Regions from separate parts of the Capra hircus genome. Here region 2 is linked to region 1. The links are chromatin contacts, called in public Hi-C maps. All regions are on one chromosome and are shown on one strand. The core of a region is the stretch at or near the end of the contact, and the rest is flanking DNA. Distances in the headings are between cores, read along the strand shown. Region 1 overlaps ARHGEF3 (rho guanine nucleotide exchange factor 3). Region 2 has its middle 8.7 kb from the start of FAM208A.

Region 1 (7,418 bases), core at 1,599-4,098:
GTCCTTCATGCAGCCCGTTTGTGATCTAACCCTCCTCCCCACCCCAGTTCCTGGCAACCATTGATCTGCCTTCTGTTCTGATAATTTTGCCTTTTCCGAAACATCACGTAAGTGGGATCACACGGCACGTCACCTTTTACACCTGGCTCCCTTCCCTCTGCGCAGAGCGCCGAGAGTCACCTGCGATGCTGCGTACAGCGGCGGTTCCTTCCTTTTTATTGTCTTCTCCCCAAAGGAAATCTCTTCACTCAACCGAAAACAACAATGGCCCTGCGCCTTCTACGTCCTTTGGCAATGTAGCCACCAATGTTCTAGAACCGTTACAGCCTGGGAGGTAACAGTGAACAGGGAGCCCAAGATCATCCTTCCTGGCTGTGTCTGTAACCCAGATTCTGAGCTCTGTGCACATCCCCCCACAGCCTCTTTCTGGGGTCGCTCATGTGCAAAATGGCCAGCAATACCCAGACTTCCTCAAAGAAGACGCCCAGCTCGGGTTGCTGGCTCAGAGAGCGGAGTACCATCAGGGGCAGGACTGGCTGTCAGGAGATGGCTGACAACCTGGGGTGCTATTTCAGGGCAGCAGTTGCGGGGTGGGGGCAGCTGGCTGTCCAACCTCTTGGGAAGAGTGAACAGGTGAGAAAGAAGTGGAGGCTGAAGAGAGGATGAACACTCCTGAGAACACTGGTAGGAAAATGAAAGAGAAAAATAGGGTGGTGGCAGCTGTCACAGTATTAGTAATGATCATCACAGTGGCCCAGGGACCACGAATGCTTACACTTGGGCCAAGTGATGGTTACAAAAATCCTCTCATATAATCTGCACAAGGTGATGAGCAGGTTCTGGTAACATTTCATCTCACGGTTGAGGAGCCTGGGGCACAGGGAGCATGCACAGTGCGCCAGCAGGTGGGGAGGCTGAGCTCGGACTCCGGTTCTCACCCTCCTAGCCTCGCCTTTGTCTCAACTAGAGCTGAGCTGAGCTGCTGGTGATGTGAAGGCTGGGCAGGAGCCAGGGAAGGAAGTGTGTGGCACAGGACGGAGGCAGGAGGGAGGGAGCCACTGGAAAGGGAACTGGAAGAGGAAAGGACCCCAGGGTGCGGGTGGATAACGCCCCAGGGCATGCTTGTACCTACAGCTTCTGCACCAGAGGTTTGTTTTGTTCTTTCAGCAGTAGAACCTGTGTGTCAAACCTGATTATATTCAAAACCCAAGACATAATAAACCTGGTAAAAGCAGAGCTGCTCTACTTGAAGGGACTGAGGAGGAGGAGGAGGAAGAACTAGACCCACCAACCTCCCCCACCCCTACACCTCCATCGTGGTGGACTCAGGACTCCTGAGTGCTCCACTCTTGGATGCACGCTCCCTGAGGGCTGGCTCTCTCTCCTTCCTCCCTTCCTTTCCTTCCTCCCTTTTTCTTTCAAATACTCAAGTAACAGCACATTCAAAACTAACATTAGCCAGAGCTGCACTGTAGCATCTTGTGTCTGCACCGTATTGGGATCCAACTGGGACTCAACAAAAGAATAAGTATGGACAACACCTGTGCAGGGTCAAATCTGGATCCTCCCTCACCAGCGAAGTGACTCTCAGCAAGCGTCCGACCCTCACAAAGCCTCAGAAGCCCCAGCAGTTCCACCACCTCTTGGGATTTTAAGAGAGACGAACAAGTGGACATGTGTAAGAGCTCTTAGAACAGCGCTGGTTAGAGTGCGATAATGGTTACCTATTAATTACATCAATAGGATTAAAAGTGTGATGGGGGGAAAATCCAGTGGAAGGAATTACAATGTCCCCATGGAAAGTACAATGTTCTGCATGACCCAAAGCTGTTCCCTCCTAGGACTGGCCTGTGAGTGCTCTGGTTTTGTAACCATCTCTATCAGTTTTGTACCACTGGGAGGAAGGGCCTGGACAATGGAGGTGCGAAAGTCATGAGACTGGCAAGGACGCTCACCTGGAGCCAAGTATTTATTAATTGCTGTTAATGCACCATTCAGTGCCTGGAGAATCCCATGGACAGAGGAGTCTGGACAGCTTCGGTCCACGGGCCGCAGAGAGCCAGACATGACTGAAGAGACCAATGCACGCCCACTCTGTGCCCTCTGCCCCATTTCTGTCTGAATCTGTGCCCTAAGAAGCTGGGAAAAAACATCTTCCTCTTAAGAGGCTTCAAATATAGACAACAGTAGACAGATTTTAGAATAACAGGACAGATGTTGCAGCTCTAAAAGAGGAAAGTTCCCTCCATGAGAACGTAGAGTTGTATTAGAAAGGGCTGAAAGTGAATCTTTTCCAGGACTGACTTTTCCATGAGAGAACAAGACTCCTGCCTCCACCGAGAAGAAAGTCAGCACAGTATGTAGGTGAAGAGTGCCCTCTGCTGGCCAGCTATGAGAAAACCTCAGGGGTTGCGCAGGGATTGGGGCGGGTGAAGGTGGGCGGGGCGAGTCTAGAATACCCTATGTAGCTCTTTTTTTTTCCTTTTGTCTTCTTTCCTTTCCTGTCTTTTTAATTAATCTGAATTGCAAACAAAGATGCTTCCTTTCCTAAAAGGAGAAGAACAGAGAGAAAGAACAAGGTCAAAGAGAATTTCCTTCCACTCCTCACTTAACGTTTTCCTGCTTGGAGCACATGAATGTCACCTAAAAACGGCCCCTGTGGAACGTGAGTCTTCAGGTGGTCCACAGCACCATCCCATTTCCATCCTAAGACCTGAGCAGATTGCAAATTTCACAGACAGACACCCTGACTCAAAGCCACCTGACTCCTCCCAGAACCTCTGGCGGGGGTGGTGCGCAGGGTGTTGGGGGGGGTGGCAGGGGGCGGCGAAGATCGGCTTGCAGGTAAGGAGATCCCAGTGGCATGGAGGACAGGTTGATTCTGGCTCAGACCCAAATGACTCTGGATGGCCTGCTCTAGAATCCGGGAACCTTTGAAAAATACACCCTCCCACCTCAAGACTAGACCACAGCTCTCTGCCAGGCTGCTCCCCACAGCTGGGGCCCCCACAACCTCACTCTCCAGCTGGAGCATCATCCCCGCTCTCCCCCAAGCCTGACCCTGCAGGTGAGTTCTCACCCTCTGGGTTGAGTGTGCATTCAGAGCACCAGAGCCCACCTGGCGGCACTTCACTGCCCCTTCAGCATCACTCACAGCTGTGAGAAAGTCCCCACTGAGCTCCCTTCTCTGTAATAATAGGAATTGCCATTGACTGGAGGCCCACTAACTGCAGAAACGTGACACATACCACTTTAAAAGAATCCTTCTGACCTCAAGAGACCTCTTGAGCACCTCTGGGGCGCTTTGCTTTCTGAATGAAGGGCAAGAGCCATTTAAAACTTGAGGCTACCCGGCTTCTTGTCCAACAGCTAAGGAATGACTTGGTCCTGTCTGCCTTCCCCGCCAGCCGCTGTTACACAGTCTGAGTTCAGCAGTCTCTATGAGTGAATCAGAGGGAAGAGAGGCAGGATATGGAGAGATGAGGGAATACTGAGGGGGGTGGGGGGAGAAAAGGCTTCCTGAGTGCATATAGAGGGAGTCTAAGGGGAGGAGGAGAGAGATCTTAGGGTGCCTGCAAGGCCAGGCGAGCTGGGGACTGAAGGGAATGAGAAGAGAGAGGAGTTCCTAAGAAGGGCTGCTCTTGGGTATAAAATGGATCCCCTTTGAGTCTTCTTTGACAGACACAGTGAAGAGGAGAACCAACAGACTTTGAACCTTTGGACATAGCAAAACCTGAGGTTTGGAGTGTTGGAAGCTTTGGTATCTGCCCAGGTTACTCGCCAAGGTTCCAATGAGGAAACAGGCTGGCAGAGGGTCACCACCTTGCTAAGGCCCACGTAGCTCGTAAGGGCAGAGCCTCAATCCAAGCACATCTGCCTCCACTGCTCCTTCAGCGATGCTCAGGCCTCTGGGAGAAGGAAAAGACGACCACCTAACAGGCCAGGGGAGGGGCAGACATGAGACAGACCATGGCGACTGAAAACCTCCACAACGAATCGCACACTGTCAGTGATGTCAGAAGCACCAGTTCCTTCCCTTCCCTCCTGCGTCCCAATCCCTGAGCTCGCCCTGGTTCTGAACACCCCTCCTCACTGCGAGATCCCTGACCTGCTGTCCTTTATTGCCCCAAACCCGATTTGGCAAGTGCCCTGCTACTAGCCTCCCCCAGGTCTGCACACAGTGTGCACTCTAACCCCAAACTCCTCCAGCGGGGTGGTAGTTCTGGCCCCAGACTCCTCCAGCGGGGTGGTGGAGGCACAATTTCTCACAGACGTTGTTTCCCTCTCCTGGATTAAACACCCGGCCCTGTGTCTGCCAGGGCCTCCCTGGCGGCTCAGATGGTAAAGCGTCTGCCTGCAATATGGGAGACCCAGGTTCGATCCCTGGGTTGGGAAGATCCCCTGGAGAAGGAAATGGCAACCCACTCCAGTACCCTAGCCTGGAAAATCCCATGGACAACAGGAGCCTGGTAGGCTACAGTCCACGGGGTCGCAAAGAGTCGGACACGACTGAGTGACTTCATTTCCACTTACCTGCACCTGCCTGAGGAAGTGATCTTCTTCCCGTGTGTTCATTCATTCACCAAATAGCCGCTTGTTTCTGCTTTACACCAGGCACTGTGCTAGCCACTCAGGACATAATGCTACTTTAAAAAAAGTTTCAAACTAGGAAATAAAGCATGCCTCTTTAGCATCATCTACAGTCAGCACCTGCCTATAGGGTAGGTGATTTCTGACTTACCATTTGCTTTTGATTAGGTCTCAGACTCTGTAAATTTAGGTTGTGAACTCGTAAAAGACTGGTAAGTTGTAAGTAATTTCTTCCAAGTATTAAAAGATAATTCCAAAGGTTACAGTGTTATTTTTCTGTGGGACCTCAACAAGTTTTGTATCTAAATTTGCCGTCTTATCCCAACATTCTTTTCTTCACAATTATCTACGAATATATGTATATATATGTACACATATATACACACAAATGAGAGTACATGTATGTGTACATATACATACTATATATATACTTACATGCATACACACACATGCATACATATCACATATATCTTCCTGGATACCTCCTAGATCCAGCTTTCTCTTCCTTATCCTTCTAGTTTTCTGATAAATGAGTTAAACAAATATTTTATCCAGACTAAGTATATATTTATACAAGAGTTAAAGAAGGTTTTCAGAGAAAAGCAACCTTTGTGCGGGATCTGAAGAATAACAGGAGGAAAAGCAACCCAGGCCAACAGGGCAGCATGTCTAAAGGCCCAGTGGTAGGGCACCCCGGAGACCTGGGAAGACGGTCGTGTGACCTCCACCATCTGCCGCTGATCCTCTCAACCAACACCTGCTATATCAATATCATGACAGGACTCTTGAGTCCCTCCTGTCTGTCCCAGCCACATGCAATGGCTGTGAACACAGAACTGGCCCCACCGGGGGAGATGAAGAACTGGGTTCCCTGGATCAACTGACTGTAACTCCATGCCACCCTTCTCAAATGACTGGGGAGAGGCCAGGTACAGGACAGCTGGCGAGGACCCAGTTCTTGGGGGAGAGGACACCTGTGCAGTGGACTACACCCTAGGAGGCCAGCCTCAGTATGTGGCACAGAGGAAAACAGAGATCCCCAGACATCAACAGCTCCACACCAAGCCCTCTGTCAACCCCGTGCTCCGTGGTGGGTCCAGCTCCACAGGCTCCTCATTCACCACGTCAGCATGGCACAAACACCTGCTCAAGGGGGCTTGCTAAAACCTGCAACAGAATGATCATTTCTGTACATTTCCACTAAAAACATCAGTCTACATTCAAGTTGTACAGCCGCCTCCTGAGAACAGGGGTTCTCTCTCTCACACAGCTTAATCAGCACCAGCCCTGAGGGCAGAAGACTCTGGCCAGAGGCCAGTAACTACGTGACTTCGGACAAGTTGCTTAACCTGCCTGAGCCTCGGTGTTCTCCTCTAAAAGGGGAAATACTCACGTGTCATTAGAAGGCTCAGTGTTCATGGACACAAACACAATATAAATGGGTCTTATTTTCATAGTTGTTATAATTATCTGATGCTACTTTTAAAATATAACAAGGGTTTGTTAAGTACATAATACAACTCTATGTGGAACTTAGGCAAAATTTCCACATAAAAATGGAAAGCCCCAAACAACAAACTGACAGAAACATGGGCGGAAAGCTAACTCTCGTCTCAAAAGGCTGGCAGGCGTGTTTCTGGAGCGATGTTGCATCAGGCGTAGAGCCGGGCACTCTCTCGCTTCTACTCAGGTGTTAAAATAATAAAGTACAGAGAACTCGGGTCCATTTGTCAACATGTTCAGGTTTTTCAAAAGAGACCACTAGGCGGAGAATATGAATATTCCTCTAAAATTGTTTGCCAGAAAGGGAATAGAACTTTGACAGTCCCATTCATTTCACATTTCTGAATATGAAAGAGTTCATATTTTTCCATTATTACGTGCCTCGAGATATAAGATATTAGTCTCAAGATACTAGCACTCATGTGGACGGGTCATCTTTTAAATAACTTTTTCTCATTAGACCTATAATAATTAGTACCTATGAAGTACTTCCTACATTCCCCTGGTACATATATTGTTTTCTTCCTTGGAGAATTAAAGGTTTTCTCTAAAACTGGGAGGAAATTTTCGGGGCTAATGTAACAGCACTAAGGACTCCTTCAGTCCAGGCCCTGAGGACTTCTGTTTAAAATGTAAATAGGTTATCAGGACCGGGTAACATATTAATACCCACCAGTCATTAAGTCCCACACGTGATACATGGTAATACCTCAACTGAACTAGCAAAGGGCCAGGCTCTGGGGGATGGGGTGCCAGCTGGGTGAGTTTCAATGTAGAAGAGAAGGAGCTGGTACCCACTAGGTACAGGCCCACAAGAGCTCTTTAGTCCCATCATTGTCCATATCCCTATCAAGTAGATCTAGAAACTGAGGTTCCCAAGTTTAAGAAGAGACTCAATGAATAGCATCATCATTCCCCCTATATCCACTCTATACCCCATCAGGAGTCTTCAGAGATCCCCTCTATCTCCATTTCTGCATTTATTTTCTTCAGACCCTTTCCTCCCCAATCCAGTCCCGTCTCAGCTCCCCCTGCACACTGCAACCAGCAGGAAGCTGTTGAATCTCAAATCCAGTCATTCCTTCCTCACCCCTGCATCCCATTTCAAATCTCTGAAAGGTTCCATATCTCTCATAAAATACAGCCCAAGAATTTTTAAAAAGTACAATTTAGTAGACCCTCTAACCACTATACCCGTCCTCACCCCAGCCACCTGGACCTGTTTTCCTGGGAACCCCACTCCAGCCTCCCCACCAGGCCTCCAGCCCTGGAAAAGGGACCCCTCCCTCAAGACACCATCCAGGCTATGACGCTTGGTTCTCTCT
Region 2 (7,418 bases), core at 1,250-3,749, 250 kb before region 1:
CCTAGAACACAGTGCCTGGAACACAATAGGTGTTTATGAAATCTGTTTTGACTGCCAAGGGCAAAGTGGCTATCTGATCTTTTCTTTTCTGGCAAGAATATCGTTATTTCACATAACCTGATTTGGGTTTACCACATTAAGTGTTTACTGGTATATCTTGCTTTAAGCAAACTTCATAATATGCAAATGTAGACTCCCAAAATATAAATTCGGGTGTGTCTATCAAATGCCGTTGAAATGCCTTATGTAAATTCACAATGCCTTTTACTGCATTTGAGAAGACAGATGAACATCATTTGCCAAATCCAAGATTTGTTGAAATAAAAAGGATTTAACAATTGGGAGTGATTCTCCTGTATTATCAGCTGGGTGACCAGTAGAGTTCCAGGTATAAGATCGTTTACACCAATGCTGTTTCCATCTGAAGAAAGACAAGGTTATACTAACTTCACATGGTGGCTGGTGAAGTTTTCTAAGAAGAGGATGGTGCTAAGGACATGAGTTACACAAAGCAAAAAAAAAAAAAGAAAATCTCAAGAGCAAGTGGTATATTGCAAAAGTGCGAATAGTGGTGAAATGTGTGAAAAAAAATTCAAAGTGTTTTTGATTTTATGCTTTTATAATAAAGGAGAGCAAAAGAAAGTTGTAGAAATTCAGAAGGTTTAACACATCTCACTACTCAATTTGGAAGACTGTAAGCTTGAGGAAAAGGAATAATAATACAGATATTTTACCATGCTTTCTCTCAACAAGTATTTCTTGGGACCCTATCTGCTACCAGGCCCTAGGTTGGGCTTCTGGGGATAGAGCTGAAAATAAACAGATGCATCCCGACCCTGGGTTTATAGTCTGGTGCTTCCCAGACTATAAACCCTTTAATCTCCACAGCAGTTGCCAGAGAAACATTGCCATGTTTGGCAGAGGAAGCAATGGTGGCTTAACTGTCTTGCTCGACGGAATAGCTCCAATAAGTGACAGAGCAGGACTCGAATTTGTCTATCTTCTGACTCCGGTCTCCGGCAAGTAAATGAAATTCTACTTGCTTGTAGGCCTCTAGGAGCTCTAGTTTGTTAATCAAGGCTCTCAACAGAAATGAAGAAAAATTACAAAGTTACACCATAATACATTCCCATCACTCCCCTATGTGTCATTTTTTATCCCTTGTTTGGTCCCTCTATTATTCTGAATGCACAGGAACATGTGTGGATGTATGTGCGTGCTCAGTTGTATCTGGATCTATGAGACCCCCATGGACTATAGTCCACCAGGCTCCTCTGTCCATGGAATTTTCCAGGCAAGAATACTGGAGTGGGCTGCCATTCCCTTCTTTAGGGGATATTCCCCACCCAGGGATAGAACCCATGTGTCCTGAGTCTCTTGCATTGGCAGGTGGATTCTTTACCACTGAACCATTGAAACTTCCTGCCACCTCCCTTACAAACACAAGTCTTTTCATTTTTACTTTTTCTTTTGGCACTGAACAATTTCTAGAGGATTTGTGGAGAGACAGAAGCAAATCAGTCATCAGTCATCTAGTCTCCCTGCCGGACTAACAACTGAGCACAGACATTGCATTCCCTTTGACATGATTCAGGTTACGGCTTTATTATTTGGTGCTTCATAATCCAAGAAAGGTACTCAGACTTACTGTAATTTTGGACATTTTCTCTCCAATTTATAAAAGGCCAACAAGAAAAACAAAAATTTCCTTTAAAATATAAGAGGCTAGCAATAAAAGATATAGTTAAAATGACCTTTTGCTACTGTGATACTGTGATTTATAAGAAATATGTATATATTTGGCATTCAGATGACCAAGATATATTTCTCAGGTATATTTGGCTTCAGTCACAGTTCCTGGTTCATAGCTCCCAAAACCCTTAGAATTTTTGGGCTGATAGAGCAATAGGAGGATCTTTTGCTATAATGTTTGTCCTTCCACAAATGCTGCAGGCGGAATGGGTATCTTGATATTTACAACAATCTCTTTCCATCACAATTGGGTATATGTTAACAAAGTTGACTTTGGATTCCACCCCAGGGTGTGGGCTCCTTGTCAGCCCAAGTGACTGGCTGGTTTTCCTGATTTCAGTCCCACCTCTTGATTTCAGGGAGGGGAGGGGAGCTTGCGGTTGAATCATTGTCCACTGGCCAATGATTGAGTCAGTCATGGCTATGTAAAGAAGCCTCCATAAAAACCTCAAAAGATAGCTTTTTGACCCTTTGCTGGGGAGCTGCTACATGGGGGACAAAGATCTGCTTCTACATGCTAACTTGTCAAGTCCCAAATTCCAAGAGAACAGAAGTTTCTTTGTTCCAGCACTTGCCCTGTATATCTCTTCATCTGGCTGTAGATTTTTATCTTTAAATAGCCTTTCAAAATAAATTAGGGCTTCCTCAGTGAATCAGCGGTAAAGAATCCGCAGGAGACACAAGAGACTCAGGTTTGATCTCTGGCTGGGAAGATCCCCTGGAGAAGGAAATGAAAACACACTCTAGTACTCTTGCTTGGAAAATCCCGTGGACAGAGGAGCCTGGCAAGCTACACTCCAGGGGGTAGCAGAAGGGTAGGACACGACTTAGTGACTAAACAACAACATAATAAATCAGTAATCTCATCAGTAAATAGATTTCCCTGAGTTCTCTGGGCTGTTCTAGCAATTACTCAAACCCAGAGAGAAACCCATGGGAACTTCTGATTTGTATTCAGTCATTCAGAAGCACATGTAACAACCTGAGCTTGCTGCTGCCATATAATGTGGTGGGACTGTGGAAACTGATTCTATCTCTGAGTTGATAGTGTCAGAACTGAGCTGAATCACTGGACACCCAGCTGGTGTCTGAGAACTGCTGCTTGGTACAAGGAAGCCTTCTCTTGGCAAAATTCTGTTAGCCTTTGCCCTGCTTCATTTTGTTCTCCAAGGCCAAACCTGCCTGTTACTCCAGATATCTCTTGACTTCCTACTTTTTATTCCAGTCCCCTATGATGAAAAGGACATCTTTTTTTTGGTAGTAGTTCTAGAAGGTCTTCATAGAATCATTTAACTTCAGCTTCTTTGACATTAGTGTTTGGGGTATAGACTTGGATTACTTTGATATTGAATGGTTTGCCTTAGAAACACACAGAGATCATTCTGTTGTTTTTGAGACTGCACCCAAGTACTGCATTTTGGGCTCTTTTCTTGACTATGAGGGCTACTCCATTTCCCCTAAGGGATTCTTGCCCACAGTAGTAGATATAATGGTCATCTGAATTAAATTCTCCCATTCCCATCCATTTTAGTTCACTGATTCCTAAAATGTCCGCGTTCACTCTTGCCAACTACTTTCAATTTACCTTGATTCATGGACCTAACATTCCAGGTTCCTATGCAACATTGTTCTTTACAGCATTGGACTTTACTTTCACAACCAGATACATCCACACCTGGATGTTGTTTCTACTTTGGCTTAGCCTCTTAATTCTTTCTGGAGCTATTTCTTCACTGATCTCCAGTAGCATATGGGCACCTACCAACCTGGGGAGTTCATCTTTCAGTGTTCTGTCTTTTTGCCTTTTCATACTGTTCATGGGGTTCTCAAGGCAAGAATACTGAAATGGTTTGCCATTCCTTTCTCCAGTGGTCCACGTTTTGTCAGAACTCCACCATGCCCCGTCTGTCTTGGGTGGCCTTACACAGCATGGCTCATAGTTTCATTGAGTTAGACAAGGTTGGGATCCATGTGATCAGTTTGGTTAGTTTTCTGTGGTTGTGGTTTTCATTCTATCTGCCCTCTGATGGATGAAGATAAGAGGCTTGTGGAAGCCCCTTGGTGGGAGGGACTGGCTGTGGGTAAAAGTGGGTCTTGCTCTGGTGGGCAGGGCCATGCTCAGTAAATCTTTAATCCAATTTTCTGCTGATGGGTAGGGCTGTGTTCCCTCCCTGTAGTTTGGCCTGAGGCCACACTGGCATCAGGACTGGAAAAGATCAGTATTCATTCCAATCCTTAAGAAGGGCAATGCCAAACAACGTTCACACTACTGCACAACCGCACTCATTTCACATGCTAGCAAAGTAATGCTCAAAATTCTCAAAGCCAGGCTTTAACAGTACATGAATTGAGAACTTCCAGATGTTCAAGCTGGATTAGAAAAGGCAGAGGAACCAGAGATCAAGTTGCCAACTTCCTTTGGATCACAGAAAAAGCAAGAGAATTTCAGAAAAACATCTACTTCTGCTTCATTGACTACGTTAAAACCTCTGTGTGTATCAAACTGGAAAATTCTTACAGAGATGGGAATATAAGACCACCTTACCACCCTACCTTACCTGAACTTCTCTCAAGAGAAGACTCTTGAGAGTTCCTTGGACTTCAAGGGGATCAAACCAGTCAATCCTAAAGGAAATCAATCCTGAATATTCATTAGAAGGACTATGCTGAAACTGAAGCTCCAATCCTTTGGCCACCTGATGTGAAGAGCTGACTCATTAGAAAAGACCCTGATGCTGGGAAAGATTGAAGGCAGAAGGAGAAGGGGATGACAGAGGATGAGATGGTTGATTGACATCTCTAATTCAATGGACATGAGTTTGAGCAAGTTCCAGGAGATGATTAAGGACAGGGAAGCCTGGTGTGCTGCAATCCATGGTGTCACAAAGAGCTGGACACGACAGAGCAACTAACAATAGCAATGAGGAAGCCTCCATGTGCACATGCACAAGTTGGGACTGGGTGCCAGAATTCTTAGTAACCACATAGTAAAAGCTGATTTTAAAAGAACATTAATTAGCAATGTCCACTGACGAATGGATGAATTTGGGATGATTTGGGAGAATGGCATTGAAACATGTATAATATATATGAAACGAATTGCCAGTCCAGGATACAGGATGCTTGGGGCTGGTGCACTGGGATGACCCAGAGGGATGGTACGGGGAGGGAGGGGGGTTCAGGATGGGGAACACATGTATACCCGTGGCAGATTCATGTTGATGTATGGCAAAACCGATACAATATTGTAAAGTAATTAGCCTCCAATTAAAATAAATAAATTTATTTAAAAATAAATAAAAGTATTATCCATATACTGGAATATTATTCAGCCACGAAGAGAAATAAAGCACTGATATCTGCTACAACATGGATGAACCTTGAAACTATGCTAAGTGAAAGAAGCCAGTCTCAAAAGGCCACATATTATATAACTCTATTTATATGAAATGTATGGATATGGAAATCTATGGAGACAAAGTGGATTAGTGGTTGCCTACAGCTGGAGGAATGGGTGGATTTAGAGGTGAAAGCTAGTTTTTTTTCTTATTTTAGAGTAATGAAAATACTCTAGAATGAATTGTGGTGATGGTTGCATAACTCTGTGATAATACTAAATATCATCGAATTGTACACGTCAATAGTTCTATGTGAATTATATCAATAAAATTCTTTTTTAAAAAAGAAAACTGACATAGTGTTCCACTAGGATGCACGAAGTTCTGTGCCCTATCACCAGTGCTTAAACTTGTGTAATGTTTTTTCCCTCCAAATAAAAAGGAAAAACAAAAAAACCCCAAACACTGGAGCAGCATAATTTAAATATAACAGCTGAGCTGTATCCTTAGTCAATTAAGACAGCAGCAACTGACACCTACACCCTACTGTATGTCTATATCCGTTACTACAGAATGTCAGTGTGTAAGTTGACATTGACAATTGATGAGAGCGCTTGCTCTGTCTTTTCTTGAGTTTTATGTTTTAAAGATTTCTCAAAAGTTACCTAATATTAATGTATTTCTAAAAAAGAATCTTAAATAGAAGGCCTGGTGAATTGTGAACTATCAACATAAAATATTCCAAATTCTTTAAACATTATTGGTTGCGTCTAAATACCTTATTTCAAATATTCTTTCCTGTATTTCCAAACACACTCCAAGTCATGTTTTTACATTATTTTTCCACTAAAAAACAATCCCTGGTTAGAAGAGATTTGCAAAAGTAGACCTTAAAAAAAAAAGCAATCTAGAGATTTAGTACCCCCCGGTGGCTCTGAAAAGACAGACAATAATTCTCATAAGTTTTCCCCTAAGAACTCCTTGGGGAGCCAGCCAAGTTTCAATGGGATAATTGGTAGGTTTATGGTTGCAATTTACATAAATTATAGAAACATAACACCAGACATTTATCTAATTGAAGAAAATGTGGTGTTCAGTTACCCTTCTAGAGGAATTCTGCTTGTGGTTTGTGCCATTTGGTGATTAGCCCATTCTCTTGAGAATCTAAATGTGCTTTTCTATGGATAAAGTACAGGAATGTTCAAAAATTTACTTTTAACTCAATCAAAAAATGAGCAGAAAATCTAAACACTCATTTCTCCAAAGATGACACACAGATGTTCAAAAAAGCACATGAAAAGATGCTCAGCATCAGTAATTATCAGAGAAATGCAAATAAAAACTACAGTGAGGTATCACCTCACACGGGTCAGAATGGCCATCATCGGAAATTCTACAAACAATAAAATCCAGAGAGAACATGGAGAAAAGGGAACCTCCTACACAACTGGGGGAGATATAAATTGGTAGAGTGAGTGAGTGAGTGAGTGAAGTCGCTCAGTCGTGTCCGACTCTTTGCGACCCTATGGACTGTAGCGTAACCAGATTCCTCCATCCATGGGATTTTGCAGGCAAGGATACTGGAGTCGGTTGCCATTTCCTTCTCCAGGAGATCTTCCCGACCCAGGGATTGAACCCAGGTCTTCTGCATTGTAGGCAGACACTTTACCGTCTAAGCCACCAGGGAAGATCTAAATTGGTATAGCCACTATGGAAAACAGTATGGAGATTCATTTAAAAACTAAAAACAGAACTATCATATGATCCAGCAATCTCACTCCTGGGCATGTATCTGGAGAAAGCTCTAATTTGAAAAGATACACGCACCCCAATGTTCACAGCAGCACTGTTGACAACAGCCAAGACATGGAAGCAACTTAAATGTCCACCAACAAACGAATAAAGAAGATTTAGTGTGCATATATGCAACAGAATATTACAAAAATAAATGAAACAATGCCATTTGCAGCAACATGGATGAACCTAGAGAGTATCATACTAAGTCAAACAGAGAAAGACAACCGTCACATGGTATCACTCACATATGGAATCTAATTTTAAGACATGATAGAAATGAACTGATTTACAAAACAGAAACACACTTATAGATATTGAAAACAAACTTTTGGTTACCAAAAGGGAAATGTGGCGCAGGGATAAATTAGGAGCTTGGAATGAACATACACACACTGCTATATATAAGACAAGGACCTATTGTATTAGCACAGGGGACTCTAATCAATATTCTGTGATAATTTATATGAGGAAATCTAAAAAAGAATGAATTTATGTGTGTGTGTATATGTGTGTGTATTTGTATATATATAA

What was found. Hi-C and Micro-C count contacts between places; a contact is called where the count stands out from the background.
Region 2: a Hi-C map of liver shows a contact between it and region 1, with 8 times the contacts expected there. The contact joins two enhancer-like sites. A contact is called at or near these places in 4 of 5 Hi-C or Micro-C datasets (blood and liver).

Annotation. Positions count from the first base shown.
Region 1 is chr22:44,008,046-44,015,463 of ARS1.2, reverse strand. The region is part of intron 2 of ARHGEF3 (rho guanine nucleotide exchange factor 3); the gene reads right to left. Among named protein-coding and RNA genes, the nearest start is that of ARHGEF3, 77 kb to the right of the region's middle. Within about 2 kb of position 2,848, at least 2 of the 5 cell types and tissues checked have an H3K27ac peak or open chromatin away from gene starts, as enhancers often do.
Region 2 is chr22:44,255,927-44,263,344 of ARS1.2, reverse strand. No RefSeq gene overlaps it. Among named protein-coding and RNA genes, the nearest start is that of FAM208A, 8.7 kb to the left of the region's middle. Within about 2 kb of position 2,499, at least 1 of the 5 cell types and tissues checked has an H3K27ac peak or open chromatin away from gene starts, as enhancers often do.